Linked DNA regions of Mus musculus: region 2 is linked to region 1. The links are chromatin contacts, called in public Hi-C maps. All regions are on one chromosome and are shown on one strand. Each heading gives the region's core, a stretch centred on a gene start, on an enhancer-like site or on the middle of the called end of the contact. The rest is flanking DNA. Distances are from core to core; before and after follow the strand shown. Region 1 overlaps Cers6 (ceramide synthase 6). Region 2 overlaps Cers6 (ceramide synthase 6).

Region 1 (6,780 bases), core at 2,770-5,269:
AGAGAGTACCATCTTGAGAGACCTTGCAAAGGGCTTTGTGCTGCGTTCAAATGTTATTGTTTCTCTTGTACACTGGATGCCCTCAGCATCCCGTTAACTTGCCAATCATGTCTCTCAGCTATGCTCATCTCAGCCCGTGGATAGATAGCCTACCAGCTTTCTTCTGTCTGGAACTTGCCTACTGATGCTGGACCAGTCATACCATCCCAGTTCCCACTGACTACTACTTGCCTCTGCAGTCACCCATGGTAGTACTTAGCACAGATCTATCTTTGTAATGTGTTTTTAATCTCTGCAGTTAGCTGATAACGCACTTAACAGGCCACATCATATACTGTTTTTTATCTTCGGTTGCGAGCAATTGTTATTTTTGTTTATGTCAACATCCCTCTCCAGTGAAGAGTAGGCTGGGGTAGCCACGTGGCATTTGCACAATGAATGCCTGCACAGCTGTTGGTTATGTACTTGTTGGTGAACATGTTATGGTAGTGTATATTGGAGATGCTAAGCATGCCTACTTACGTGCATATGTTTAAAGGTGGAATAAGTACTGTACTTGCTGTGTATTTTTTAAATATTAGCTCAACAATGCAGAAACTGAAGCCTGCCAATTAAAACGCTTCTACAGCTATCAAGATTTCTAAGGAAAGAAATGGCTTAGGAAGTCTTCATTCAATTTTGTGAATTAATTTGGAAAAAATAGCAATATTTAAGAAAAATGTAAAGCACTTAAATAAGTACATTCATTTAAAAGTCTCACGTGGGATACTGAAGATCTGTATCCGTCCTGTGTAAGGATTGTGCTAACTGATGTCAAACATGGTTTCTTATGATATAACCAGGATGCTATTGAGACCTGGGTCGTATACCATTACCTTATATTTTATGTTATGTGGCCTCACAGTGGTCTGGGGGTTGCTGTGAGAAGCTCCTTTCTGCATTTTGTACACATCATCCAGAAGAGAAATTGCTAACACTTTTCTTCAGCCTCATAAAGGAAGTAACCATGGTGGCTCAAGTTCACTCCGCTCCACTCTGATTTCCCTCTCCCATCCTGCAGTGAGCGGCTCGTAATGGATTTGGTGCCTCTGCTTGTCTACCTGATGCTGTTGCATTTTCAGATAGTGCATGCATGAATTAAATATGGGATTATTTTGCTGGGCGAGGTGGCGCACGCCTTTAATCCCAGCACTCGGGAGGCAGAGGCAGCTGGATTTCTGAGTTTGAGGCCAGCCTGGTCTACATAGTGAGTTCCAGGACAGCCAGGACTACACAGAGAAACCCTGTCTCGAAACACCCTCCCCCCCCCCCAAAAAAAAAGTATGGGATTATTTTTATCATTTAAAAACATTCACACTGGTGATGCCTGTTAGGTTGTTGTTAACCTGCTTTTCTGAGGATCTGAGTTATTTTTTTAACTGCACTTGAGTTTTTATGAATGTGATGTTTTATTTATTTACTTAATTATTGATGAGAGAATACTTTGTACATTTCTTTGATCATACCTGAGGACTTTCTGTCAAGAGTTACCCCCTTTTATGTGGTGGTTGGTGGCATGCGATGTACAGAGTACCTTATAACTGGTTAGGCCACACTGGGTATTACTTTCCTAGCCCACGAGGACATAGGAGCATGGGACACGGTTACTGGTGAATCACTCTGCAGTTATTTTGGTTACTTTTCTATTACTGTGATAAAACACCATGACCAAAACAACCCATAAAAGAAAGTATTTAATTTGAGTTATAGTTTCAGAAGGTCAGACTCTGTGATGGAGTGAAGGGATATCTAAGAGCTCTCATCTTGATACACCAGCCCGTTGGCAGAGAAACTTAGCAGCTGGAATGGCTGAAGCTCAAGCCCTCCCCTAGTGACACACTTCCACCAAGACCACACCACCTTCAACAGGACCACACCTTCTAATCCTTCCTGTACAGTTCCACCAACTGGGGACCAAGCAGTCAAGTTATGTGCCTATGGGGATCATTTCCTTCCAAACACCACAGCAGGTTCATGCAAAAAGTTTTTCAGGGACCTATGTAGCCTATGTCCACTGTGATTGCTATGATACTATTAACCAAATTATTTTCTTTATTCCAACTTAGCAACAATTTTCTTTTCCCTCTCCTCTCCTCTCCTCTCCTCTCCTCTCCTCTCCTCTCCTCTCCTCTCCTCTCCTCTCCTCTCCTCTCCTCTCCTCTCCTCTCCTCCCCTCCCCTCCCCTCCCCTCCCCTCCCCTCCCCTCCCCTCCCCTTCCTCCTCTCCTCCCCTCCCCTCCCCTCCCCTCCCCTCCCCTTCCTCCTCTCCTCCCCTTCCTCTTCTCCTCCCCTCCCCTCCCCTCCCCTCCCCTCCCCTCCCCTCCCCTCCCCTTCCCTTCCGTGGAACCCAAGATGTCCTAAACTTGTAGTCATCTTATCTCTCCTTCCCAGCTGCTTGGATTCCAGGTGTGCACTCACTACCATGCCATACTCAAAATACAGAAACCTTCACGATGAGTTAAGCAATGTTTCTCCCAAAACGGATTTGAACAAATTAGATGGCTAACCTTCTATGCTGTGAAGCGCTAGAGCCCACCTAACATGTTATGATCTTTTCTTGTTAACATTATGTAGTGATTTTATGTCACTGTGATCAAATCCCTGACTGAGGAGAGGAGATGTGGCTCACAGCTCAAGGAGCCAGTCCTTCCAGATGGGGAAGGCATTGCTAGAGCAGCTTGGCAGACAGAGGGACAGAAATGTGGGGTGGATTGTAACCCATAAGACCTTCCTCTAATGCTCTATAGCAGTGAGGATTTATAGTTTAAAGGTTCATAGCCTCCACCAACAGAACAGCTGTGACCCGTGCGGGGAATATGTCTATGCAAATCATAATAAATATATTCTCTTCATTTATACACAGTGTCAAAGTTATAATTTTCCAATGGATTGGTTATTTTCAATAATTAATTTTCAGGTAATTTCAAATTTACAGTTGTTGCTAAATGGACATAGAGTTGACAGATTCTGGGTTTCCTCATGGTTAATATTTTACTGTATTCATACTATGGTCTGTGCTCTCTCTGTAGCATATGCTTGTGATCTTGAACTCCTTATCTTTGCCTTGTGAGAGCAAGTTGCAAATCTATTGTCCAGTTACCTTGAATCACTTGACCGTGCACTTTGCCCAACAATAATGATCTCCAACATAACCAGTGAGAGCACTAAAACTTAGCAAACAAACTGCCATTCAATTCATAATATCGGCATTGTAAACTCAACAATAGGTCTTTTTTCCTTCTGTTTCAGGATCCTGTCCAGGTGTATACATTGCATATAATGCTCATGGCTCTTTGAACTCTTGATTAAAAACAGTTTCTCAGCTTCCCTTGTCTTTGGAACCCTTGACAGTTTTAAAGAGCACAGGGCTTTAATTATCCAGAGATAAGGTTCTTTCTAATGTTTCCTCGTGAGTCATCTTAGTTAACACAGTTTCAGGACTCAGAAAGAATGCTGTGTTCATCTGAAGACACTGTATCCGAGCTGGAAGATGCATGCATAGCATACCTGTCCACTATTGTGGATGTGAAACCTCGGTCGCCTGCACGACAACCTTACCCACAACCACCTGCAATGTCTTCTCTTTTGTAACAAGTTTGGATTTTGTATGAAGAGTTTTGAGAATTCTGCCAGCATCAGCTTCTTATCAAAACTCAATCCACCAGCCTCAGTGATGATTGCACCTGAATCAACTCCCGCTGGCGTGGTAGCCATTCTTCCTACGCTGGCTGGCGTTCTGTTAGAACTCAGGTGCTTCTCTTAGCCTTGCTCTCTTCCCTTTGAAGTTTTTTCCAGCTCTCTTAACTGTTGGGAATTTCAGGTATGATGTTCCTGATTCTAGATCTAAGCCCTCTGCAAAACCAGTTCCATTTAGCATGTGGAAAGCAGGGCCTGACTTGGACTGCTCGTCACTCTGCTGTCTGTGCTCACACAGTTGACAGGGAAGCTGTGTCTCTAAGCAGGAAGGTGCTTAGTCCTCTCACCCGCCCTTCTGTGGTGGACCCCGACCTGCTAGATTCCTACTGTGTTATGGGAAGAGAAGACAGCTTAGAACTGGAACCAACAGGAAAACCTTTCTCCACGAGTGGAGGATAGAGTTTGGAAAACATTGTTTTCCTGTCTACCTCAGAGTTGGAATAAGTTCATTAACTTTAGGCACATTAGCCTTTCCTTTGTAGGTGAGGAGGCAAAATCCAGATAAAATATCAGAGCTTCCTGGCTTGTAACACTGCGCCGAGTTAAAATTGACAAGGGAGAGAAACAGGCTGGGTTTCCTGTATGTGCAGACCGCCACATTTCTCCAGGCAGCTTCCTTTCTGTCCAGATAAGGCTTGAGTGGACACTTGCGATCCTGACTCTTAATTATGCACTCTGCTTTAAGCTTCCTGTTTCCATGGCACTGTTACTGCCTTTCTGAGATACCACAGTGGTCTATGATCAGATTTCCATCAAGGGTTTTTGTGATCAGAGGCCATTTTGCTCCTCTGGGCGACTTTCTGTGTCTGTAATCTTAGATCGATTTTGGCGTTTACTTTTGAGATGGTCATTTAAACATCAAACCACATTTTCTTTATTGCAGTTGCTGCTATGTACTCATACTAGGTTTAATAGAGTTCAGTCTAATTCACTCTTGGTTAAAAGTATTTCTTTTTTTTTGAGGCATGAAATCTATATTCTTCTTTGGCTTCATGAACTCTGCCAGCTTGACTGAATGTTCCCTTTATGGGATACAATTTAGATAATCTTTAATTTTTTTTAAAATTAAGAAAATTCCTATGTATGTATATATGTATATATGTTTGCCTGAGTTTATAGGAACCACATACCATGTCTGAAGAGGCCAGGGGGTGTTGAATCTTCTGGAATAGGCAAAACAGGTAAAACACCTGATGGGGGTGCTGAGAACTGAACCCAGAGATATTCATTCTATAAGAGTAGGAAACACTCTTACCTCTTAAGCTATCTCTTCCACCACACAGTTATATATTCTTAAATAGTTTCACCACAGGCCTGTGGGCTTGTCTGTGGGATGTTTTCTTGGTTGATTGATGTGCGAGGCCCCAGCTTACTCTGGGTAGTGCTTTCCACGAGGAGGTGAGCCTGGGCTTCATGGGAAATGTAGATGATCATGCCAGTAAACAGTAGTCATTCCTCCATTGTCAGTTCCTGCCTTCAGGTTCTTGCCTTGTGTTCCTGCCTTGGTTTCCCTAGAGATAGACTGAATCCTGCAAGGCAAGTCAACTTTGCCTCCCCAACTGGTTTTGGTCATGGTGTTTATCCCAGCAATAGCAAAGTATTTGGGGCAAGGAACAACAATCATTTCTCCAATTTTTAAAAAATTATTAATTCTATTTGTTGAGACTATAATATAATTGCACCACTCCTCCCTTCCCTTCCTTCTCTTCATGCCCCCCATACCCCCCTTGGCTCTCTTTCAAATGCATGCCCTCTTTTTTCATCAGTTGTTGTTACATGCATAGATGTATATACATACACAGTCCTAAGTATATAAATACAGCCTACCTAGTCTGTATAATGTCACTTGTATGCTTGCTTTCAGGGCTGAGCATTAGACAACCAGTTGGTGTGCTCTTCCCTGGGTAACGATGTTTGTGGCAAAATTACTTGAGGTGGCGTGTACCTCTCATTCCAGTTCATTTAACCAATTTAATTTTTGAGCACATTCCAAATATTCACAGCATGCACCCACTTTCCACTCACTATTTTCACACATTTATTCAAGCCTGCAAAGGTGGAATAACCCTGGGTCCGTGAACTAGATAACCTTTTGGGAGAATGATGACACAGTCCTGGCCCTGTGCCTGTCACTCAGTGACCCTGGTGCTGGCACTCTTTGCTGAGGGTCAGTGTCTTATCTGTGATGCAGATGTTGGTGACGGTGGATGGAGTGAACTTTAAGCCTTGTCTTTGTGATCTATGTGCATGCTGTGGGGCAGGAGGGGGCGTGGCGGCAGAGATGAGCAGGATGTTCCTCAGTGCTGGCACTTAGCTGCCTGATCCAGTTTCATGAATGACTTCTTGGGGAGCAGACGGATTTCCGTTATAAAACAGCTACATTTATTTTGTATTGTTTCAGTCTTCATGCTGCTGATCTCTTTATTACCTTGCGTATTAAGAGAGGGTAATTATAACAACATGCCCTAAAATAATAACCATGAGAAAAATTAAGAGAAACGATAAATGATATTTAATATGCTAATATAGGTGGAGTACTTCATATTTTGTAAGAGTTAAAAACAGCAATTATCTCTAAGAATAAAGCTTCTAACATGATTTATTGATGCATTAAAACAAAACCACTTGTGTTATTAGCATACTTATCCTCAGGCAATTTCAGGTAGTTTATATAATCATCTCTTCTAAAGTGTTTTAAACGCTGTTAAAATGTTCAAGATTCTTTCATATGGAAGACAATATCTAAGACTCTATGGTCTATATTCAAAGCATTCATGTTCATCCCTGATGAGCCTTATGTGGTTTAAACTGTGGTGTAAGCACCATGCATTTCGATTAACACAACATATAGATACTTGGCTAGTTCAGGAAAATAAAGAAAATGTAAAAATAGAAACTTAAGCTTCTGTGATTAAAAAAAATTAAAAATAGTACTTAGAATTTTAACTAACTTGGGAATTGCAGCAAAAAGATCATATATTTTTATTAACTTCTTTTCAAAAGATATGTGTATCTGCATTTAAAAATATACTACAGAAGAGCTTAT
Region 2 (7,705 bases), core at 1,247-3,746, 160 kb after region 1:
ATGAAGTGCCCTTTCCTATCGCATTTGATAAGAATGGCAACTATAGCTTGTTTCTTGGGATCATTTGCTTGGAAAACTTTTTTTCAGCACTTTTGCTCTGAGGTAGTGTCTGTATTCATCACTGAGGTGTGTTTCTTGTACGGAGCAAAATGCTGAATTGTGTTTATGTATCCAGTTTTTTTTATTGGAGAATTGAGTCCATTGATGTTGAGAGATATTAAAGACAGATGATTGTTAATTCCCATTATTTTTGTTGCTAGAGGTGGTGTTATGTGTGTGTGATTCTCCTCTTTTGGATTTGTTGTGAAATGTTTAATTTCTAGTGTTTTCTTGGGTGTAGTTACCCTCCTGGTGTTGGAGATTTCCTCCTAGTATCCTCTGTAGGGATGGATTAGTAGAAAGATCATTGTTTAAATTTGGTTTTGTCATGGAATAGCTTGGTTTCTCCATCCATGGTGATTGAGAGTTTTGCTGGGTATAGTATACTAGACGAGCATTTGTAGTCTCTTAGGTTCTGAATGACATCTGTCCAGAATCTTCTGACTGGCCTCCTTGGAGGCAGGTAGAGCTCTGTGACCTGGGTTAGAACCAGTCTCCTGGTAGGTAGGCAGTGCTATCTCTGGTTAGGATCAACCTCCTGAGTCTCTGGTTAGAGAAGGCCTCCTGTGACCGTGGTTACTTCAGACCCCCTGGGAGGCAGACAGACTGTAGTGTGTGAGAGGGTATTGGGTCCCTGATCTCACCCAGGTGGGGAAGCAGCTCTACATGCATTTTTAAAGATGAAGTTATCTTTCGGTCTTTGATTCAGATGTCTGGCCACTGGAAAGATTGATCTGCATAGGTACAGGAGGGTGACAAGAACTTATGTGCTGCTGTATTGCCCAAGGACCCATACCTGGGACTGTATATCCTAAGTCTTGGGCCTCAGCTAGATGTCTGCCTCCCTGGGTGTGGGAGAATCTTCTGTTCCTTATGATATTCTCTTCAATTGGAAGTTGTTATTTGGTCTTCTGGGGGAATTCCTCTCAAGTCATTCTAGAGAGCCAGAAAAATCTCCACTCTGGGTCATTGTAGTTCTAACTATCCTGGACTAATGACCCCATTCAGCCCCTATCCTTATAAATACCAACAAGCCATGCTTGGGGCTTTGATCTCCCTGGAAGCACTGTGCCTCAGGCCCAAGGCCACTCCTTGCAGCCTGGCTCTCACAATGCCCTTGTCATCTCCCAGGGACAGTCCTTGTTCTGTTTGTCCCTCACCTGATGGTTTCTCCTAACCAACACCTCTGCCTCTTTACAGTCACCCTTCCCCTTATATTTGTCCCTGAGAAGCTAGGAGTAGGATATTCACCAGCCTGAACTCCAGACTGCATGGAACTGGCTCTAGCCCATTGTCACAATGTGACTTTGGAGAACTTGATGTCTAGGTGCCTCAGCTCCCATCTAAAAAAAAAAAAAGAGAGAGAGAGAGAGAGAGAGAGAGAGAGAGAGCTCTGAATATTGTTTTATGGAGCTGCCATCAGGAAGACATCACAGCTTCGGAGCTTCTGCACATGAAAATTAGTAGTCAAATTAGAAGGTACTTAGGCGTTTGCTAGGTATTCATTGCAAATGTGGGGTTTAGAAAGAGGAAATATGCATACTTTCTACGCCAGCTTTGAGGAAATGCCACAGCTAGAATTCAGGTGTAGGAGCAGGTACTGGGATGGCTGAAGGAAGAGGAACAAGAAGAAGATATGGTTGCTAACTATAAGAGCTCCCCTGAACTCTGCCCAACAGCTTACAGCACCATCCCCAACTGTTTAGCCTGGAGAAGATATTCTCCACCCTCTATGTGAAGCACAAAATTGAGTCTCTGATTGTTCATTGTCATTGGGCCTCAAGACTTTGGGAGTACCTATGAAGATGCTGGCTGGAGTCCCATCAAGTAGCTCTGATTTTAGTTGAGCACAGTCTGCCCCCTACTGATGGTGTTGGATGCTTTCAGGTTAGATGGGCTTTGTGGTTGAGCTCTTATAGGGACCTTTGCAGAAAATGGAGAGATTCATTTGTGAACTAATGGAGTTCTTCAGACTTACATAAACTATATTTTTAATACCTCAGAAGTGACCTTTTCTCATTTAAATTCATGCAAACTAATATGGCCAGGTCAAGGGTGATTTAAACAGAACCTAGAGAGTCCATTATAAAGACCAGGTAGTTGCATGTAGACAACTTGTGAGAAAAATGGCATATGTGTGTTTGAATAAACACACTGATGGCATTTGAAATCAGAGGGTTTGAGAGCTTGCTTGGATGGAGAGAGGTGGAAGACTGAAGACTGGCTCAGAACACTGCAAACTAGCACCATGTTCTGACTACCCCCTCCAGAAGTGATTGGTAGCACTATCATACTGTTTCTGTTGGCACAAATAACATTTTATTGTGCTCCTTTCTAATGTAATAAAAAATCAATTAAAGATTAAATATTAACTAATCCACAGCGGACAAGATTATGAGTTCTCAATCTTGAAAGGGCACCATAAATGTTGTACAGGAGAAAGATCGGGTGAACAGCCCTTACACAGCAGTTCCCTGCCTCATTTATATCTTTTTCCAGAAGCCATAAAATAATGGTGCTTCTAGCAACAGAGAAAATGCTGGCCAATCTGGACACACCGCTCCTGCTTTTAGAAGCTGGAGAAGCCATTGCTGGCCTTTCAGTTGTCTAGAAGTTGTAGTTATAATCGATCATGACCTTTGATGAGGGTGCCTTTCAGAGCTCCTTATGGTTTATATGAATTTCATGAGCAGTATTAAATTGGTTTGGATTGCTTCAGAAGAGCTGTGAAAATTAACCTCTTACATATCCTTTGCCAGAATCAAGTAAGGCAGAGACTACAAACCTGCTGCGTTGCATAACTGAGTTTCTCACATGATGCCCTTTGGCATGATTCTAAAACAAGGGTCATCAAACTTTACTGTAAGGACCAGGTAGTGTTGTAAAGTTGTAGGTGCTTTCTGTTGCAGTTTTTCAAGTGTGCTACCAGAGCAAGAAAGCCATGTAAGACAGAAAGGAAACAAGTGGGTGCAGTTAGGGTTTTAATAAAACTTTATTCATAACCACAATTCTGACAGTTTCTCTATCTCTGCTTTGAAGTAGAATAACTTATGAGCCTTGAAGGAAAGGAAGAGGCGGAAGAGTGGGGAGAGGGAAGAGGAAGAGAGGGAAACAGAGATAGAGAAATCATACAATGTCAATTGCAAACTCTGCTGTTGTCCTGTTTCTAGGAGTCTTAGAAATCTGTTAAATGGGTCGTAAGTACCTAATTGCTATTCTTTGAGCAAAATTACAAGTTATTATTTATATGTATTAACTTTATTAAATTCAAGACAACATACATTTTCTTTGCATCTGAGCAAAGTCTTTTCTACTGTCTTGATTTTTAGAAGTATTTACGATCTTCGCTGTCTATGAATGTTTGTCCCAGCCCTAGTTAGAATCTCAGAAGCCTTACTCCTTTTTTTTGAGGTAGCTCAATAATACTTTTTTCATTCAGTTCATTCCAAATAAAAATTTAAGGAAAAATTTCTTACACATAGAAGGAGTATATGTGTATGGTGTAGCTTTTTATGATGTAATTTTATCTTAATAAAGGCAGGTACATTGAGATGAATTTGTGGTCCCTTTACAAGGTAGAAGATAACATTTCAAAGACTCTAACATAGTAAACTTGGAGGGAGCTGTGTTATCTAGAATCTGGCACATATGTCTTAGTGAGTGATTATCTCTTTGGCTTTGTTGTGCTAATACTTTGTTGTTTATAAAATTCCCCTAGAGAAGTAAAGGTTCTGGTTCGTTTTATTTTGTTTTGTTTTGTTTTGTTTTGTTTTGTTTTGTTTTGTTTTGTTTTGTTTTTTAATAGTGGGGGACTCGAGCCAGGCATGGTGGCACATGCCTTTAATCCCAGCACTTGGGAGGCAGAGACAGGAGGATTTCTGAGTTTGAGGCCAGCCTGGTCTACAGAGTGAGTTCCAGGACAGCCAGGGCTATACAGAGAAACCCTGTCTTGAAAAACCAAAACAAACCAAACCAAACAAACCAAACCAAACCAAACAAACAAACAAAAAACAGTGGGGGGACTCTGTCTTACTAAGTTTTGCCATTATAATGGATGGCTTATCCTTGAATTCTTTTATTTCAGAGTTTTTCTACTGGAATTTGGGTCAAAACCACATCTGGTTCCTTTTTTTCTTGTCTCTGATAACATGTGAGGAACCACTAACAAGATGGTGGGGTCTGTGGGAAACGCCGAGGAACACAGAGGGAACTCTTGAGGACGAGCGATTCTGTCAAGAGACAAAATGACATTACAGGTGGTTTGGGTCACTGCTGAGGCCAGGGCGCTTCTGGTGCTTGCAATCAAGCACTAACCCAAAGGCCAACCATGGAGCCCAGGCTCTCACATGATTTCTCCTGCGGAAGACGGTTTGGGAAACATCGTCAACCTGAAGCCTAATATTCTGTGAGCCATTGTGTCTGCAAGCACACTATCATTTCCAGCAGTAACGAACGGGAGGATGGAAACTCTCCTCCCTGTGCAGACACAATCCAAATGGACAGCTTTTAAAAGCACAGTTATTTGGATCAAACTCAGTGCCTACTCAAAGATACGTGCTGGGTGACAGGATGTGAGTAACAGGCGATTGTGAGGGATTGGACTGTGTCTAAGACCTTCTAAAGCACAAATGTTAAAGAAGACCATTATCTCCGCCTTTCCTGTTCGTATAGATAGGACTATAATGGAAACCAGCCCTCTGCTATGGCTGCCTCTGAGCAGCGGCAGTAAGAAAACACTTTTTTTCTTTTTTTAGAACAAGGGATTTACAGTCAAAGCTCATCTTCACAAAGCAAATTTTATCTGAAAAACAAGGCTTTTATTTTTGAAGGTTCCTCGTGATTCTGACAGGCATTGTTGTTGACATTTCTATCAGATACAAATTAGGATATTTAATTGGGAAGTGGCCCTAATCTTCCATAAGTGCTTTAACAATTTATATTTATTCATCTCGAAATTAATAGAGAAAACCTTTTGTTCTCTTTCTTCTAAAAAGCTGAGAGCTGCCATTTGGGGCTGAACCGTTGGGAGGGTGGGAGCACCTAACCTAACTGGTTTTAGGTATTCAGCTACTTAGATGTCAAAAGCTACCTGGTAAGGATAGGTGACTATAAACTCACTGAGTTCCTGAACTATGCGTTTTGATTTAGTCCTGTGTAAGACTCGGTTTGACATAGCAGTTGATGGGTTAGGGCTACTTCAGTTCGGCTGCTGTTCTGAAGTGCTATGTGTGGTAAAACACCCTTCTCCAGGTCATGGGGAGCAGAATTCATCTTTCATTGGAACACAGCAGCAGGGCAGTTTGTATTGTCTGCCAGAGGCCTCTTGGCATCATCTGCCTTTTGGCATCATCTGCCTTCAATAGGAAGGCTCCGGATAGTGTAAAGATTCGCTAGTGTTTTAGTAGCTTCAAGAACAGCTTTGTTGTGCCTGTGTGCAATTCCTCACACAACTCAGTGTGGTCATCATTTCTCGTCTGTCTGTGAGGTAAGACTCTGGGTCTGAGGAATGGGGGTGGCCTGGGTTAGCAGGTGGTGTGACTTTGTTCTGTTTGGGGATGAAGCACTAACAGAGGCAAGACAGACTGTTTTCCTGCCACCGGTGGCCACCGTCAGTGCTGTACCACTAGTTTAGAGACTGAGTCCATTGAAACTACATCACTGTGTTTTAATTATTAAATACCTAACCTCATGGATGGAACTGGCATATGGTTTAGATCTCAGAGATTGACCTAGGTGTGAGGTTATCAATGCAACCCCTTCCTGGGATCCAAAATGATCCTTGAGCATCTTCACCAAAAGGAACACAAAGCTTGTAGAAGTATTAGAGGTCTCAAGGGTGACTTTTAGAAATGAGAAGCAGAGTGACACCAACAGCTCCTGTTGTAAAAATCAGAGGGGAGGTGGGGGTGTTTGACAGGTCGGTGCCTGCTTTGCCTGCATACGCATGAATGAGTATACTTTCTTAAATCTCTAAGTTAGACAGGTCTGAAATTAGTTGCATAAAGACTTCAGGGGTCAATCACTGGAGCTATTAAACTGAGAATTATAGAATTGACAGCTAAAAAAAAAAGATCTAATCCAGCATCTTAATTGCAAGATAAGGAAGTTGATGCCTTTGCCAGAAATTACAAAGCTAGTGAGCTGGAACCTACATTGCAGGTGGCCTCTCACGTAGTGTGCACGTCGTAATTAAACTAAGTAAGAGTCAGAAAGTCATTAAGAGTCATCATGTTGGGAGTTCCTGGTCATAACTTTCTTGAAATTGCCTGTTAACATAGAAATTTATTTAACTGGGAGTTGGGCATGTCTAAAGAGCAGTTGTCCAACTGACTTAAACTAGAAACAACTAGAAACTAGAATTTAGGAATAGATACTTCCTTGAGTTGTAGAGGAGAAGGTGTCTGTGAGACCAGGTCTGGTAAGTAACTAGGAGACCAAATATCAGTGGCCCTGGATGTGACGTTGTCTCTAGAGAAGACCTAAGGCTGCCATGTTTCCCAGGAGCAAAAGATGGGTTTACATCTGAGAGCTGAGACTGTCCCTAAGTTAGTTGTCCTTGCCTCTATGTCAGAAAAGCTCCGTGTAGCTTGGCCAAATGACAGCCTAAGCACAGCAGACCATATTCATTCTCCAATGGAGAGTAGTCCCAGTAGAAGGTGCGAGGAGGTAAAGGCATGGGTAAAATGCAAACCAGCCCAGTTATCTCACTCTCAGAGTACCTGCAAGGACTGTGTGGCTATGCTAGTGCCATAAGCAAGTCACCTCTGAGGCCACAGAAAGAATTTTATCATTCCCTTCTTAGCCCGCCATTATTCTATCAGCACAGAAGTTGGATCCCTGAGATAGTTGCATACCAGTGATTATAACAATAGAATGGTTACTTTCCTTTCTGTTCACCATTTTTTTTTAAGTAGTGGTAATTGGAGCTGGAGAGCTGACCCAGCGGTTAAGAGAATTAGCTTCCAACTTGCTCTTCCAGGGGACGTGAGTTTGGTTCCCAGCTCCCATGTCAGGTGGTTTGCAACTGCTGTTAAGTCCAACTCCAAGTGGATATGATGCCCTCTTCTGGCTTCTGTGCATACTGCACACATGGGACGAATGTTTATATAATGCACACACATAAATAAAAACAAAATTAACTAAAAAAATAATGGTAGTAGCCAAGAGAAACTGGTAAAAATAATATCTGTAGTTTCCACCATGACCTCTGTCCTCACCTTACCTACTAGAAAACCCAGGATGTTGATTTCTTCCTTTGGTACCCAGTGAGGATGTTCTAGGCAAAGGGCACTAACAAAGAGATGCACGTTACAAGAAACTCATAACAATAACCAAAAGGAGTCTACTTCTTAATCTGGCAAATATATTCTTTCCAGTTCTGGAGGCTTGTGAGTCTAAGCTTAAGTCTCTGACAAGCTTGGCACCCTTTGAGGGCTCATTCCTGGTTCATAGATGACGCCATCCAGTTATGTCTTCGTGTGATAGATGGGACAGTGTTGCTCTTGTGGGCCTCTCATGTAGAGACACTAATCTTTGTGATGATTTAATGAATTCCCTCCCCCAAACACCTTCCTCTTGGTCATTATGATTTTAACATGAATTTCAG

Evidence for each region. Hi-C and Micro-C count contacts between places; a contact is called where the count stands out from the background.
Region 2: a contact with region 1 is called in a Hi-C map of liver, with 2.0 times the contacts expected there. The contact joins two enhancer-like sites. A contact is called at or near these places in 1 of 484 Hi-C or Micro-C datasets (liver), 3 of 115 datasets of contacts at active chromatin or transcription factors (embryonic fibroblasts and embryonic stem cells) and 1 of 9 other capture datasets (embryonic stem cells).

What each region holds. Positions count from the first base shown.
Region 1 is chr2:68,896,847-68,903,626 of GRCm38.p6, forward strand. The region is part of intron 1 of Cers6 (ceramide synthase 6); the gene reads left to right. Among named protein-coding and RNA genes, the nearest start is that of Cers6, 39 kb to the left of the region's middle. Within about 2 kb of position 4,020, at least 46 of the 459 cell types and tissues checked have an H3K27ac peak or open chromatin away from gene starts, as enhancers often do. A contact at or near this core is called in liver, where this site is marked.
Region 2 is chr2:69,059,560-69,067,264 of GRCm38.p6, forward strand. The region is part of intron 6 of Cers6 (ceramide synthase 6); the gene reads left to right. Among named protein-coding and RNA genes, the nearest start is that of Gm39840, 67 kb to the right of the region's middle. Within about 2 kb of position 2,497, at least 14 of the 459 cell types and tissues checked have an H3K27ac peak or open chromatin away from gene starts, as enhancers often do. A contact at or near this core is called in liver, where this site is marked.